Linked DNA regions of Mus musculus: all the other regions are linked to region 1. The links are chromatin contacts, called in public Micro-C and promoter capture Hi-C maps. All regions are on one chromosome and are shown on one strand. Each heading gives the region's core, a stretch centred on a gene start, on an enhancer-like site or on the middle of the called end of the contact. The rest is flanking DNA. Distances are from core to core; before and after follow the strand shown. Region 1 holds the start of Gls2 (glutaminase 2 (liver, mitochondrial)). Region 2 holds the start of Rab5b (RAB5B, member RAS oncogene family). Region 3 holds the start of Ikzf4 (IKAROS family zinc finger 4). Region 4 holds the start of A430046D13Rik (Riken cDNA A430046D13 gene). Region 5 holds the start of Sdr9c7 (4short chain dehydrogenase/reductase family 9C, member 7).

Evidence for each region. Promoter capture Hi-C pulls out the DNA fragments that hold promoters and counts their contacts. A called contact is a pair of places that touch in the nucleus more often than the background predicts.
Region 2: a contact with region 1 is called in a promoter capture Hi-C map of pre-B cells, with 5 times the contacts expected there. The contact joins the promoter of Rab5b here to the promoter of Gls2 in region 1. A contact is called at or near these places in 3 of 39 promoter capture datasets (hematopoietic stem and progenitor cells, hippocampal neurons and pre-B cells), 1 of 115 datasets of contacts at active chromatin or transcription factors (pancreatic cancer cells) and 1 of 9 other capture datasets (adipose tissue).
Region 3: a promoter capture Hi-C map of pre-B cells shows a contact between it and region 1, with 2.7 times the contacts expected there. The contact joins the promoter of Ikzf4 here to the promoter of Gls2 in region 1. A contact is called at or near these places in 1 of 39 promoter capture datasets (pre-B cells) and 1 of 115 datasets of contacts at active chromatin or transcription factors (bone marrow-derived macrophages).
Region 4: a Micro-C map of embryonic stem cells shows a contact between it and region 1, with 6 times the contacts expected there. The contact joins the promoter of A430046D13Rik here to the promoter of Gls2 in region 1. A contact is called at or near these places in 18 of 39 promoter capture datasets (the 3T3-L1 cell line, 3T3-L1-derived adipocytes, the C10 cell line and 13 more), 1 of 484 Hi-C or Micro-C datasets (embryonic stem cells), 4 of 115 datasets of contacts at active chromatin or transcription factors (bone marrow-derived macrophages, effector CD8 T cells, embryonic stem cells and 1 more) and 2 of 9 other capture datasets (adipose tissue and embryonic stem cells).
Region 5: a promoter capture Hi-C map of stem cell-derived epiblast-like cells shows a contact between it and region 1, with 3 times the contacts expected there. The contact joins the promoter of Sdr9c7 here to the promoter of Gls2 in region 1. A contact is called at or near these places in 4 of 39 promoter capture datasets (liver, pre-B cells and stem cell-derived epiblast-like cells), 3 of 115 datasets of contacts at active chromatin or transcription factors (embryonic stem cells, pancreatic cancer cells and stem cell-derived neural progenitor cells) and 1 of 9 other capture datasets (pancreatic islet).

Annotation. Positions count from the first base shown.
Region 1 is chr10:128,193,180-128,195,966 of GRCm38.p6, reverse strand. It overlaps Gls2 (glutaminase 2 (liver, mitochondrial)), which reads right to left and starts at 1,332. Exons shown (of 18, transcript NM_001033264.3): 1 at 1,060-1,332. The coding sequence starts at 1,241.
Region 2 is chr10:128,694,812-128,697,598 of GRCm38.p6, reverse strand. It overlaps Rab5b (RAB5B, member RAS oncogene family), which reads left to right and starts at 1,331. Exons shown (of 6, transcript NM_177411.4): 1 at 1,331-1,413. It also overlaps a transcript of Pmel not described here.
Region 3 is chr10:128,644,556-128,647,342 of GRCm38.p6, reverse strand. Ikzf4 (IKAROS family zinc finger 4) reads left to right here and starts at 1,350. Exons shown (of 8, transcript NM_011772.3): 1 at 1,350-1,622. The coding sequence starts at 1,536. Gm26876 (predicted gene, 26876) reads right to left here and starts at 1,459. Exons shown (of 2, transcript NR_152728.1): 1 at 1,423-1,459.
Region 4 is chr10:128,497,924-128,500,710 of GRCm38.p6, reverse strand. A430046D13Rik (Riken cDNA A430046D13 gene) reads right to left here and starts at 1,464. Exons shown (of 2, transcript NR_131151.1): 1 at 1,185-1,464. It overlaps Myl6b (myosin, light polypeptide 6B), which reads left to right and starts at 2,026. Exons shown (of 7, transcript NM_172259.1): 1 at 2,026-2,083.
Region 5 is chr10:127,897,152-127,899,938 of GRCm38.p6, reverse strand. It overlaps Sdr9c7 (4short chain dehydrogenase/reductase family 9C, member 7), which reads right to left and starts at 1,404. Exons shown (of 4, transcript NM_027301.3): 1 at 994-1,404. The coding sequence starts at 1,294.

The sequences.
Region 1 (2,787 bases), core at 83-2,582:
GAACGGATAAGCAAATGGTATTTGCTTACCCAACCATATTTATTGGTGTTGAGGTAGTTTGCTGTGTCAGTCTGGTTCATTTAATTATGGTGTGCATATGTTTCTAAATATCACTAAGCTGATATGATAGGGAAAAAACGGTCCATTTCCTATACTGCCATAATGAGGCAGGAGCTACCAGGACAACGTCCAGCTGGATGTCTGAGGATAACAAATTTCATGCTTTGAAAACACTCCTCTTGGGGCTGGAGAGAAAGCCCAGCTACTAAGCATTCCTGGGCAATGTATGCTGGGGGGGGGGGGGTCGACTTCCTGGGTTGAAGATGGCCCCAAAGGGGAAAAACACTTCAATTTAGAGAGGCAGAGCAACGCAATAGCTGACTGGTTTAGGAACTGTCTCACAATTTTCTCATTTATGAATAATCAACGCATTCCAAAACCAAGTTGGAAACTTGATTATCAGTGTTTTGCCAGCATATAAGATATTCCACGGTTAAGCTCTGCTACAAAAACACTCCGGACACATACGCACCTACGTGCGCATCAGCAATGACGCACACCGCACATTACCCACTGACGACAGGCAGAGACAAGAAACCCCACACAGTCAGACCCAAGCGCACTTGGACCTGGGGCAGGAAGCTGTTCGATATCCACAAAATTCCCTAAAATACTGGGACCAGAGAAGAGAGGCTGGGGATGGGCAGGTGTGCACTCGGCCCTGCACTCAGACACGTGCACCAAGCAACACTCCGCGCCCATCTGCGTTCCCAAATAAGTACGCACCTTGGACAGGCATCATCTCGAAGACCGACCTGCCCAAACGCCCTCCCGGGCGGACAGCACCTGACCGCCCGAGCGCGGCGGACAGCACCTGACCGCCCGAGCGCGGCGGACCCAAAGCCCCACATCTAAAGGAAAAGGCATCGCAGGCTAGTGAGCGCGGAGAGGAGATGAGATGCGCTCGCTCTCTGGGGAAGGGGACTCCCAGGGAGCTAGCGAGAACGACAGTGGGAGTGGGAGCCAGCCTGTCCCCTGCCCCTGTCCCGCGAGCCTTACTGATCCGAGTGCTGCGGCTGGTGGCTGTGCGGCGTCCCCCTGCCCTGCGCTGCGGCCTCACCGAGGTAGTACCGGACGCCCCTGCCCAGAAGCGGGCCCCGGCTCGGATGACCCCAGCCTCCCCGCCGACCGTGGCTGCCCGCGCGGCTCAGCGCGTTCTGCAGAGCCCTCATGGAGCGCATGCCCCCGGCGCGCCACCCGCTCGGCCCGGGCGCTCCAGACGTGCGAGCGGCGGCGAGGAGGGAGGGGCGGAAGAGTGGCGGGCGAGACTAGGAGCCCGGGAGCAGTCCTGGGGCCAGTGGAGCCTGCGGGGGGGGGGTGGGGGGGGGAAGGACCGGCCCGGTGGGAGTGGTTGGGGTCCGGGGAGGGGCCAGTCCGGGACGACTCGGATCCCGCAGGTACACCCATAGTCCCCTCACAGCCTCCAGCCAGGAGCGCCACGGGTTCGATTGAGGAGAAGCTGGAGGCGGCTGGGTGGGGAGGGGGCGTGGTCTGGAGTCAAAAGGGACAGGAACCGCGTCCAATCACTGAGGAGGAGGAACGCTGGGAGGCGGGGAAAGGCGCGGGAGGCTGGGACAGTCGGGACACCGGCGCGCGTCAGAGCTTTGGCGGGGAGAGGATCGGCCTCTGCGCAGTCGGAGTTCGTGGAAACGCGCCAGGGCTGGGGACGACGGAGTGCTCTGGTGCAGATGAAAACGCCACACTTTCAAAGAGAGATGAGAGCGAGCGGGATGCGGGAGCCACGTAGTGACCTTCCATGTTCGAAGGCCAGGGGTGGCCAGTGCACACTTACAGGCAGGCGGTGCGGGCTGCAAACACCCCAATCACGGATGCGCGCTGGCGCTGAGTGGACAGAAAGACGGTCCAGAAGCAGCCCGCCGCGCTTCATTGCTAGGCGTCATGGAGCCCAGGTTCTTAGGTCATTTGGTGGCTGCGGAGGACTTATAGTCTCTCTCTAAAGTTCTCTTTCTCTAAAGTTCACGTATTAAAATAAGCCAGTGAACTCAAAATCTTCCCCCCCCCCACCCCCCCCAGACAGGGTTTCTCTGTATAGCCCTGGCTGTCCTGGAACTCACTTTGTAGGCCAGCCTGGCCTCGAACTCAGAAATCCGCCTGCCTCTGCTTCCCAAGTGCTGGGCCGGCTGAAATCTTTTTTTATTGTTGTTTTAGAAACAGGGCTTTGAGATATAGCCCTTGTTGCCGTAGTACTCAGTTTGTAGCCCGTGTTGGCCTTGAATTCGTGGCCAACCTTCTACCTCAACTTCTCAAGTGCTAGAATTGCAGGGGTGTGCAACACCACACGCATGCCGGTGCGCGTGCACACACACACAAACACACACACACACACGACAAAAAAGCAAAGAAACACAAAACATATACGTGCTCCCCCAATTGTTTTTAGTTTTAAGACCTGGCCTCTCCGTATCTCTTAGAACTTACGAGCTAGACCAGCCTGACCTCAAACTCTCAGATCCACCTACTTTAGGCTCCAGAGTGTTGGGATTAAAGGTGTGGTCTTGGTTTGTAGTGGAGAAAATGCACAAAATTTAGGAGAATTAAAAATGTGGTGGTCAGCATTCCTGGAGTCCCAGCGCCAGGGATGTGGAGACAAGTGGGTCAGTAGTTCAACGTCATCTGAAAGAGTCCAAGGCCAGCGTGGGCTTCGAAAGCTTTCACTCACCTGACCTCAGCCCTCACAGCACTTTGACTTAGCAGGAATTATATTAA
Region 2 (2,787 bases), core at 82-2,581, 500 kb before region 1:
GAAATTGTGTGTGCATGTGAGCCACAAGTGCCCGCAGAGGCCAGAAGAGGGCATATCATCTCTCCTAGAGTTACAGGCAGCTGTGAGCAGTGGTACTGGGAACAGGCCTTGGGTCTTCTACCGGAAGTGTATGCTTCTCTAGCTTGCCTCTAGGCCCTAGGTTCAATCCTCAGTACCGAAAAAAAAAAAAAATCCTCAGCAAAGTTGTCTAAATGTTTTTTCACATTTACAAACAATTCAGAAAATATCAATGTGAAAATATTTAGGAGGCTAAAGTGTCTTCAGACTACCACTTTCTGTTGTCATGGCAATTCACCCCAAAACTACTGTTCTCTAGTGCGCCACTAAAAAGAATTTACAAGATAAAAGTTGTTTAATTTCCTGGTTTTGGGTCTTTACTTTTTTTTTTTTTTTTTTTTTTTTTTTTTTTTTTTGGTTTTTCGAGACAGGGTTTCTCTGTGTAGCCCTGGCTGTCTTGGAACTCACTTTGTAGACCAGACTGGCCAGACTCAGAAATCCGCCTTGCCTCTGCCTTCCCAGTGCTGGGATTAAAGGCGTGCACCACCATGCCCAGCAGGGTCTTTACTTTCTTAATTTGACACAGAAAGCAGGGCACGGGGAGAAGAGAAGGTTAATGCTGGTATCATTGTTTTTTGTTTTTGTTTTTTTGGGGGGGGGACATCGTTGTGTAGCTTGGAACTCATGGAGATCCTCCCGATTGCTAGGATTAAACATGTGGGCCACCAAGCCCAGTTTACTCCCCTCCCCATCCCCCTTATACTGAGGTCTTGTTAAACTGAGTATCCCGGGTTAGCCTCAAACTCAGAACTGCCTCCACCCCAATCCACTGTGCTGAGATTGGGAGTGCCACACCACACCCGACCAAAAGCCTTCTTCACTTCTTCACTAGCCTTGCCTGCCTGTCAAATTCGGAAATTTCCCAATACTGGTTAAAATTTCCTTTTGACCCGCCTTCTTCACTCACCTGATTAGATGTTTACGAGTCGAGAGGCGGGGGAGGGGTGTCACGGGTGTTGAGGTTCTATTGGCTGACGCACATGCCTGTCAGTGATGCACTGCCCCCTTTCCCAGGAGCTCTCTCTTTAATGGCTACTTATCCCGTCAATCTTCAAGGCTTCTCGTGTAGGTATTGGCTTGCGGCCTCGCCAATCCAGTCTCTCACTTGTGCTAGTTGGTGATAGTCCCTCAGAGCCCGCCTTTCTCCAGAAGATTGGCGGGCGGACGCTCACATAGCCCACCCACCACGGTAGGCGGGTGATCTTGCGATTGGCTGGAGCCGCCCCGGCGAGGAGGAGGAGGAGGAGGAGGCGAAGGGGGTAGGAGTTTGGTTGAGCTGCAGCTGTTTGTCTGTTCCACACAGGCTTGGGCCCGACGGGGGATACGGAGCCCCAGGTACCGAGCTGATGGAGCCCACAAGGGCAGAGGCGGAGGTCCCGAGAGGAGCGCCGCCTGGCCTGTGGCAGAGGCGGGGCGGGCCGACGTCAGGGCTCCAGAACCTCCTGGAGAGGGCCGAAGGGGCTGTCCCACAGGCCTAGTGGGCGCTGAGGAGGTGATCGGCAGGGCTGGGAGCCGAGCCTCTAGTTGGGAGGCGGCTGGGTTCTGGCTGTGGTGGCCGCTCGGGGGCCGGGCGCGGGGACCCGGAGCCGGTGAGGACCAGGGCCGGCCTCGGGACTCTGAGCACCGCGGTGAGGAGGGAGGAGCTGGGGTCGGAGACCAGGCAGTGAGGGAGGGGAAGCCAGCCCATTTGGCTGGAGGTGTGGAGGGGACAGTGCTACGCCCAGCCCCGAGGGTAGCCGAGGCTGGGTCTCCCGAGACATCCACTGTTGGGGCTCTTAGCCGAGAGAGGCATTCTTTTCAGGGAAAGTGACTGTTGAAAGGGGAACTAGGGGTACTGGTGTTGCCGAGAGGGATTTGGTCTCACTGAAGTCAATGAAGAATGTAGAAGACCAAAGTGGAAGGAAGTAGAAACGGTTTGCTATTAGTAATGGGAACTTCTGGAATGATGGTGAGGGGAGGCTCAGTATCTTGGAAGTTCCTTACTCTTCTGTTCCTTTAGTGCTTGGGTGTGGTGATTTGAAGTTTTGGGGTACTTCAGGAATAGGGAATGAAGACAAAGGTAAAATTATGTATTATTCCATGGCGCCTGGCAGCTCTACGTCCAGCCCCCCCCCCCCACACACACACACCACTTTAGTTTACCCTGACCTCATAGCTAGTCATGACTGCACTCCTGTTTCCTTTAGGTTTGCTATTGTATTCGTTGTTTTTCCTATTTCATCTACTGTGAGAGAACTAAGAAAATTTGGGAGTGCTTTGCTCAGTCTTTCCCACTTCATAATGTGATCTGTGGTGACTACGCTTATTTAACCTAGATTTGAGGAACTCTGTCATTTGCATGGAAAGGGGCAAAGCAATCCCCAGCCATTAAAAAAAAAAAAAAAAAAAAAAAAGGACCATGTTTATTGAAACTTCTGTGAGACTTGCACTTGAGCATTTCCTAGATAGTTAATGGGACAGACTATTCACGCCAGGAACTGTGAGGTGATATCCCTGAAGGGATTTGGGGAAGAATTGAGAGGTTAGCTACCAGAAGGTTGGCACCATCCTTTCTTCTTTGCCCACTTATTCAGGAACGTGTGTGTGTGTGTGTGTGTGTGTGAGATTAGTTATTTAGGTCAAACCTTGAGGTATTTAGAAAGATGGATTATAGAGAATGAAGAAGTCTTTAAATTATATTATATGTAATAACCTGCATACATATGTGAG
Region 3 (2,787 bases), core at 101-2,600, 450 kb before region 1:
TCCCTCTCCTGGGCTGATCCGAAAGCAGAGAGTTGTCCCCAGTGTCTGGTTTTTTACTGGCCCTTTCTCAGGTCACCGCCTCCCCCACTGGCCACCTGATAAAGAGAGGAGGCCTCTCGTTCTACTAAGGGATGTTACCATCTCATAGAACCTGATTCTGAAAGCACACGCCCCCCAACTTCCTTTCTAAAAGTACAGATAATTCCCATGGGAAGAAATGGGGGAAACGAGAGTCCACTAATTTACAGCACAGATTTCCACCCTACCCACCACAGACACTGAAAACAGAAACTGAGTTGCTCAAATCAAATGGAGCAGAGCTTATCCTGGTGCCCTGAAACATTTAAGAGAACCTGAGGAGAGAGAGGTGCAAGGATTGGCAGCCCAAAGTTTCATGGCCCCTCCCATCCCAAATTCTTGGAATCAGAAAATGCAGTCTTCCAAAGTAGGTCAGCTCAGCAGTGAACAGTTCCTCTGGAAGGAAAGCGAGCAAGAGCCTTCTCCTGATAGAGGACAGGATTCATCCAGGACTCCTGAAGCCAGAGCCCCAGAGGCACGGGAGAGAGGGAAGACAGGGAGACCCAACCAGGGATTAGAAAAAGCTCAGGGTCCCAGATCTCCACTAGTCAGTGATGGGAAGGGGGATTGTCAGAAGGAGAGGCAGATGGAAAGGAGCCTGAGTTTGCTAGGGGAGGAGCCTTCTGCCACTTCTAGATCCTGGAGGCTGCCCCTGTGTCCCGGGCCCCATGACCTGTGGGGCCTTGGCTTCCCTAGCTGGCAGAGGATTGGGCCTTCCCTGGGACACCCCCTTCCTCCTCCCCACAAGCCTGCGGCTCTCCTCTCTCTCTCTCTCTCTCTCTCTCTCTCTCTCTCTCTCTCTCACACACACACACACACACACACACACACCACACACACATACACTTGCCCCCCTCTCAAGCATTTGTTTTGTAGCTCCTCTTTGTCTGTTGGGCAGGAGGGCAAACACATCTGCCTACCCTCCCTCTGCACCCCCACTCCCTGTGCACCCCCATTCCCACCTCTCCACTGTCTTGGAAAAGGGATGCTGTAGCCTAGCGCGCGCGCGCGCACACACACACACACACACACACACACACACACTGGTACGTTTTCTCCTGCCCCCTCCCCAAGCGCATCCACGCCTCCCTCCCTCCCTCTCTCTCTCTCTCTCTCTCTCTCTCTCTCTCTCTCTCTCTCTCTCTCTCCTGTCTCTCTCTCCCTCTCTCTCCCTCTCTCTCCCTCTCTCTCCCTCTCTCTCCCTCTCTCTCTCTCTCTCTCTCTCTCTCACACACACACACACACACACACACACACACACACACACACATACACACGAGGCTCTCAGCACATACACCCTGGGCTGAGCGGTTCTGCCGGCTGCAGCCGTGGGCCCCTGCTCACCGTGCGGCTGCCACTGCCTGCGAAATGACGGCGGTTCCCCTCACTTCCAGGAATCCACGCTTCCTGGAAGGTGAGTGGCTGGGCTCACCCCTGCCTGCCACCGAGACGCAGACATGCACACACCACCCGCACTCCCTCGCCGTTTCCAAGGCGGCGGCCGCGTTCGCACCCCAGGGTCTCACCGGCAAGGGAAGGATAATGTAAGTTCAGGCAGAAGGCGGCTAGCGGAGGGGGGGTAGGGGGGTGATGGGGCTAGGGAACCAATTCAGTAACAACTCCCAAGCCTGAGGAGAGGGAGAGGACGGGGGCTGTGTGTATAGCGGGGGGGGGGAGGGGGCGTTCCTCCTTACACTTGGGGAGGATGGGAAAGGGTGCTTGGTGTTGCTAAGCGAAGACCGTGACTTGGACAGTGGGAGCTTGTGGTGACATCTTGATTAGGCCTTGGGGACAGAGGTAGAGCAGCCAGGGGTGGAATACCGAAACAGGCCTGGGTGGGAATGGAGAGTAGAAAGACCTGAGATGGGAAGAAGAGCTTTGACGGCAGATGCTTCAGCCTGGAACCGACATGTGAGGGGCCTCAGCCTCCTGCCCACAATAGAGAAGAGCCGGGGGTGGCAGTCTTTCTTTGCTCGTGCACTGACTGGTCCCTGATAGCAGGCTAGCATCCTGCCACCTGGAGCCCATGGTCAAGAAGAGAAAGCTGGAGAAAGATATCCCTTTCAGAGAAGTGCAGCGGCTTGCAGAGCTCCAGGCTATTCCCCAGAGGCAACCACTCAAGGGATCCAGGAGAGGGCCGGTCTCTTTCGGTGTGTGAGACCGCTCAGCTTAGTGGGACTGCTCCCCATCCCTTCCCCGCCTTTCTGCCCTTTCTCCACCTCCTAGTTGCTTTGCTGTGGACCTCACGATTTAGCTTTGCTCCCAGAAGGTTCAGCCAATCTACGATGGCTTTGACCAAGAAAATGTCTCTGATACCTGAGAGCAGCCTTAATTCTTGGCTTTGACAGTCTGAGATTTCTTGGAAGTCCCAGGCATTTGAAATTCCCTCACTGGGGTTTCCGAGGCTGAGAGGGGAAACGAATGAGTTTCCCAAATCTGACTTTGTCCCCGTCAGCCTCAGGCTAGAAGTCTAAGTCTCTGGAGCCTCACAAAGACCCTCTGGCCTTTGACAGAGATTCCTTCTTAGATTTTAGTGCCATGAAAGTAGACTTGAGTGTGTTTTCCCTCTTGCCTTTATCCTAGGGATGACAGCAGCATCAAAGAGCCTCTGGAGTTACTGGTGCGCCTTGAGGCACCTGCCTTTCTCTCCTGTTTCCAGCCCTTCATTGGGAGAGCCACAAAGAATGCTTTTCCCTCAGTGTCCCTGAG
Region 4 (2,787 bases), core at 215-2,714, 300 kb before region 1:
AGTTTAATTCTAGAGACTCTGGAGAGGATATTAATACAAGGGCCCCTAGAAGGCCTACGGCAGCTGCTCCCCTTGCTGTTGCTGGGATGCTGACTTGCCCCTGGGAACACCACAACCTAACCAAGGAAGAAGCCTGTGGAGGTCTTCGTCCTCTTTCCTCTGTAGCCTTTCTCTCCTACCTCATGTTGTATTGGGGCGGGGGGGAGGGTTAGAAGGGAGAGAATAGTATAAGAACTCTCAATAAAATAGATAAAAAAGACAAAAGTCAACAGCCAAGCCTATGCAGAGAAACCTTGTCTCAAAATAAAAATAAAACAAACACAAAATCTAGTTGTATAGGGTGAACCCACAATTATTCAAGTTTCTGAAGTGATACACTGCTGTGTGATTATCACCACTTCTTTCCTTTCAGGGCTACGAGGGTAGAGCGCTTGCCTGGCATGCAGAAAGCTCTGGGTTAGACCCCAAGAACCTTAGAACACAGAGTAACAGGGAGGCAGGGCAGGCTAGCCAGTGCAGCAGCAGACTGAGGCCATTGAAAAACGTAAACAAAAAAGTCACACCGGACCACATATCTATTAAGATAAAACACAGCCAGGCATGGTGGCACATACCTTTAATCCCAGCACTCGGGAGGCAGAGGCAGGTGGATTTCTGAGTTCGAGGCCAGCCTGGTCTACAAAGTGAGTTCCAGGACAGCCATGGCTATACAGAGAAACCCTGTCTCAAAAAACCAAAAAAACAAAAAACAAAACAAACAAACAAACAAACAAACCAGGGGGGGTGGGAATCCTTTTTAATGGTGATGGAGACTGAACCCAGAACCTGAACGGTTGTAGACAATTGTTCTGCCAGCCAGCTCTAACTTCAGCCCTTATTCACTGTTGTTTTGAGTCTCACTGTATAGCCCAGGCTCGTTTGTCCCCCCCCCCCCCTCACCCCCCGACTTGGGATTACATTTGTGTTATCACCAAGACTGCTTTCTTGTTCTTGCTTTCTAGTTTAAGACAAGCTCTCAGGCGTCCCTTCCCTTTCTGCTCTGAAACTGGATCTTATGTAGCTCAGGCTGGCCCGAAGTCCCTACGTCCCAAAGACATCTGATTCTTCCTGTCTCCACCTCCTGAGTGCTGGGACCCAGAGCTTTGTGCAACCAACTGTGCTACATCCCTTGCACCCGTACAGACCTTTTTACTCAAGCTTTTTCCAGCCGGGGAATGTCCGTTTCAGGGTACAAAATTGGCTTGTGCCTCATTCTTCCTATGGCGCCGCTGGGAGTCTTCTACCCTGAGCTATTTCTGGTCCACTTGCTTGCACAAGCTCTAGTATGAGGCGCGCCGCCAGAGTTATTTATTCGTCTGTTTCGGGACGGTGGGCCGGTTCCCTCTCTGCACTCAGACATTTGCTAAACTCCAGGGAGAAAGTGCAAATACTCAGGCTGGGCAATGGTGTCGGAAAGGTAAAGAAGGACTGCAGAGCCCAGCGTTGCATTTGTTGGGTATCTCGGGGGGGGGAGACCGCGGTGCATTGGCGGCCTCAGCAGACGCCTCCACAAGGAGGAGAGTGGAAGCAGATGGCCAGGCTAAATTGTAAATCTTAACATCTACTTCAGTCAGTCTTTCGACCACTATCAAATGTGAAATAAATAAATAAATAAATAAATAAATAAATAAATAAATAAATAAAACGCAAAACTCTGCCAAGTTACACCATTCCGCAGCTAACAGCCTGAGGAAGCCCCCGCTGCCGCCCCGCCCACCGCCCGGCCCCTCCCACCGCCCGGGCCGGCCCCGCCCCTAGCCTTGCGGGCGTCTGTGGGTCTGCAGCCGCAGGGTCATGGGTGGGGACAGCTCAGGCCCTTTCAATTCCGGAACCGGCGCACGCCTCAGGACCTGAGTCACCAACTGTCACCAGGGGCCGGAAGTCACCACCAACTCTCACGGCTGGGAAAAGGTTTCCTGTGAGCCTGCGGGTGCTCGCGGACTACGACTCCCAGCATGCTCTGCGGCAGCCGCACTTAACCCTTCAGGGACAGGAGCTGCCCTGAGTCCCGCCCCCCACCTGCCCCTTCCTCGGACCCGGCAAGGTGAGTTTTGAGGGGCTGGGAGGGTCTTTTTCCTCTCTAGGGCTTAGGAGTGAGTGAAAGTGAGGGAAACGGGCGTTTTGTTTAGGAAGGATTCTTTATTTTCCAAAAATGGGACAATTTGCAGTAAAAAGATTCTGACGCCCTTTTGCAAATGGGAGACCCACTGCTACTCTGCGAACTCCAGGGCCTAAGTGGAATGACCAGTCTCTCAGAATGCCATGTAATTCTTCTTTATCCAAGAACAGAGTAGCCAGAACCTCCTAGCTCCCAAACATCATCTTTTCCCTTCATCAGCGCTTCCAGCAAGGTTTGTGACTCAAAGCTCAGCTAAGGTTTTTGATGTGATCCTGACCAATGGTGTGTCCGTGTGGATACCTATGAACTCCTTTGGAGGTCCTGTAACCTTTTGGGTTATTAGGGGGCTCTTTGTCTCCCAGGGCCCCCTCCATGTGTGTGTGTGTGTGTGTGTTCCCTCCATGCTCACTAGGCATTATAGCCTTTTGTTTGATTTGAATAACATTGTCTTGTTGAAAAATGTTCCTTCTTTGGAATTATGTGTGACAGATGTTAAGCCTTGCCTACACTGGAACCCCTAAACCAACATTAGGTATAGAAGTCAGTGGGTAATAACACGCTCGAGTTACTGTGCATAGTTTAAGGTTGGGGGTAGGTGGGGGCCCAGGGATTACAAGTTCTAAGGATAC
Region 5 (2,787 bases), core at 155-2,654, 300 kb after region 1:
GGACTTGGGGTGAGTAGAAGAGACACAAAGTCCACTCTTAGGAATCTTAACTCAGCAGAGAAGACATGATAAAGAAAGAGAGGGCCAGCAGGACAGCTCAGCAGAAAGTCCTGAGGCACAAGCCTGAAGACCTGCGTTCCATCCCCAGGGCTCACATGGTGGGAATTGAGAAATGACTTCCAAAAGTTATCCTCTGGCTCACTCATACGCACATTTTTCATACTGTCTTTTCTTTTTCTGTGACTCCAGATCCACAGAGCCAATGCTTTCTTCTGACCTCCTCATGCATGGTACACACACACACACACACACACACACACACACACACACACATCAATCATAACAATAACTTTTTTTAAAAAAAGTAAAATGTTAAAGAGAAAATCAGTGAAGAGCTAGAGTTGTTGGCCTGACCTGGGCAGAGGTCTGGCTTTGACTTTTTAGGAGCCATTACTTCTCCCAGTTTTTGTACTCATAAGTAAGCAATCTAGTGTCTACAGCCTGCATGCAAGTCCCCAGACATTCTTGGTATAGTCCCCAGCACAGGCTCCTTTCCCGGTGGGAACAAGCTCCTGCCAAAGGCAACAACATCTATGGGATATGTGTGTATGTGACGTACAGAAGAGACCTGCCTGTCACACCCATAGATTTCCACCTTTTGCATCTATATGATTATCCCTAGCCTGAGCTGGCCAAGAAATATGGAGCCAATAGTGGGACTCCTGAAGTCTCTAAAACACTTTAGAGGTTTGGGTATTCAGAACTTTCAAGTTGTTGCCTTAGATGGAGGAAATTTCCTCAGGGTGTTTCTTCGTCGTCAGCTGGCCAAACCAGATTCTACTGGACTAGAGCCTTCCAGCCTGTTCCTATTTCATCTTCCCATCCCCATTTGGACATCAGGGTCTCACACACACACACACACACACACACACACACACACACACACACACACAGAGAGAGAGAGAGAGAAGAATATCCAAGAATACACCCCACCTTGCTCGCCCACTTGGTCCCTCACCCACTGGGCTGCTTCCTTGACGTTCTCCGACTTGGTGACATCTAGGAGGAAGGTCTGCAGCTGGTGGGAGGTGTCCTGCAGGAGTTTCTGAGCCCCCTCCTCAGTGAGGCAGGCAGCAAGCACTTTCATGCCCCTATCAACCAGTTGTTTGGCCAACAGGTTCCCAAAGCCGGAGTCACAGCCAGTGATGAAGACATACTTCTCAGAGAGGTTTTTAACCAGATTGCAATTTTTGAACCAGCGGTACATAAAAGCAAAGTCTGTGAGGGCCGCCATGGGAGCTGATGTCTGAGGATGGACCCAGGAGATGGTAGGATAGGCTGATCCTCAGAGCCCAGCAGGCAGCCCACAGGAACCCACAGGAAAGGAGAGCTTCTGAGACTTGCAACAGATACGGGCATCTGGGTGAGCCACTCTGTAATTTTATAGGTGGCTGCATTGCCACAGCAATTAGCTCAGATGCAAGAAATTCAAGTCCAACCTGCAGTGTGTCACTCTGACAAAGCCACTGCCCTGGCCTCTCCATCTCTCCTCTAGACCTTTCAGGAGAGGGATCCAAAAATGGGGATATTCATAGTCATGGGAACTCAAGTGCATTCTGGGAAGGGGCACGGGAGGCAAAGAAGGGCTTAGATCTGATCTGAGCTCTCTTTAAGAAAATCCTATCCCAGTTTTACCTTCTGCCTAGGGATCAAAAACCCTCTTCCGTGCATTTAAGCTTGTCAACAAATTTAATTTTTATTACCTGAAAAAAAAAAGATGAAATCATTAATACAAAGCGAACAAAAGCTGAATTTCGAGGACTGAATTCCAGTAGGAATGAATACCAGCTCATCAGCCCTTAGAGAGCTTTAATTAATGTATTTTCTTTAGTTTAGTTGTTGAGACAGTATCCCTAACAGCCCTGGCTGGCTTGGCCTGAACTTGCCAAGGTGACTTAAAATGGGTGACAGTCCTCTGCCTCTACCAGGCACTGGGATTTCAGGCAGGTGCCACCATGACCGACTTCTCTGGAGATGGTGAGTTTCCATCATGACAAATGATAAAAAATACAGGGTTTTTCCAGGCTGGGTGTGACTCCACAGTGCTGACTCCAGAGTCTCTCTAGAGGAGGCTGGAGGTATGAGTTTCAACTTCTAAAAAGTAGAGAGCCTCAAACAGCTGGGTGTGGTTCTGCACATTTGTTTCAGCAGTTGCGAGGTAGAAATGGGAGGATCTGGAGTTCAAAGGTCATCCTCTGCTACATATCTAGCTAGAGGCCAATCTGGGATACAAGAGATCCTGCCTCAAACAAACAAAACACCCAAAACCAACCGGAACCTTGGTGGTTGTTGGGCGGGTGATATTCAAGTTAGCAGCAAGAAATCTCCATATTGGAAACTAACCTAGTATTCCATCCATCCTATGGGCTGGTGACCTGGCCATTGTAGGAGCCCAGTCCTGAGGGCTCATCAGCTCCCTCAGGAAAGGGATCTTGGGGAAGGTTCCTTTCCTTGTATCCCCAGCACCAGGCATATTTTAGGTAGTTTGATGAGCTGGAGAGACTGAAGGCAAGAAATGCGACAGAGCAAGGGAGGGACTAACACAGCATGCGACACTGTGGCTAGCTGGATGTGCAAGAGGAGAGGGGAGAAGAAGTCAAAATGATTAGAAGGTATGGGGTCAAGGACAGATGGAACAGCAGACGACGGCAAGAGAAGCCAGGAACTAAGACACAGCATTGAGGGGAGTTAGGGAATGGATAGCTCTGATCTGAGGTTCTCTGAGAC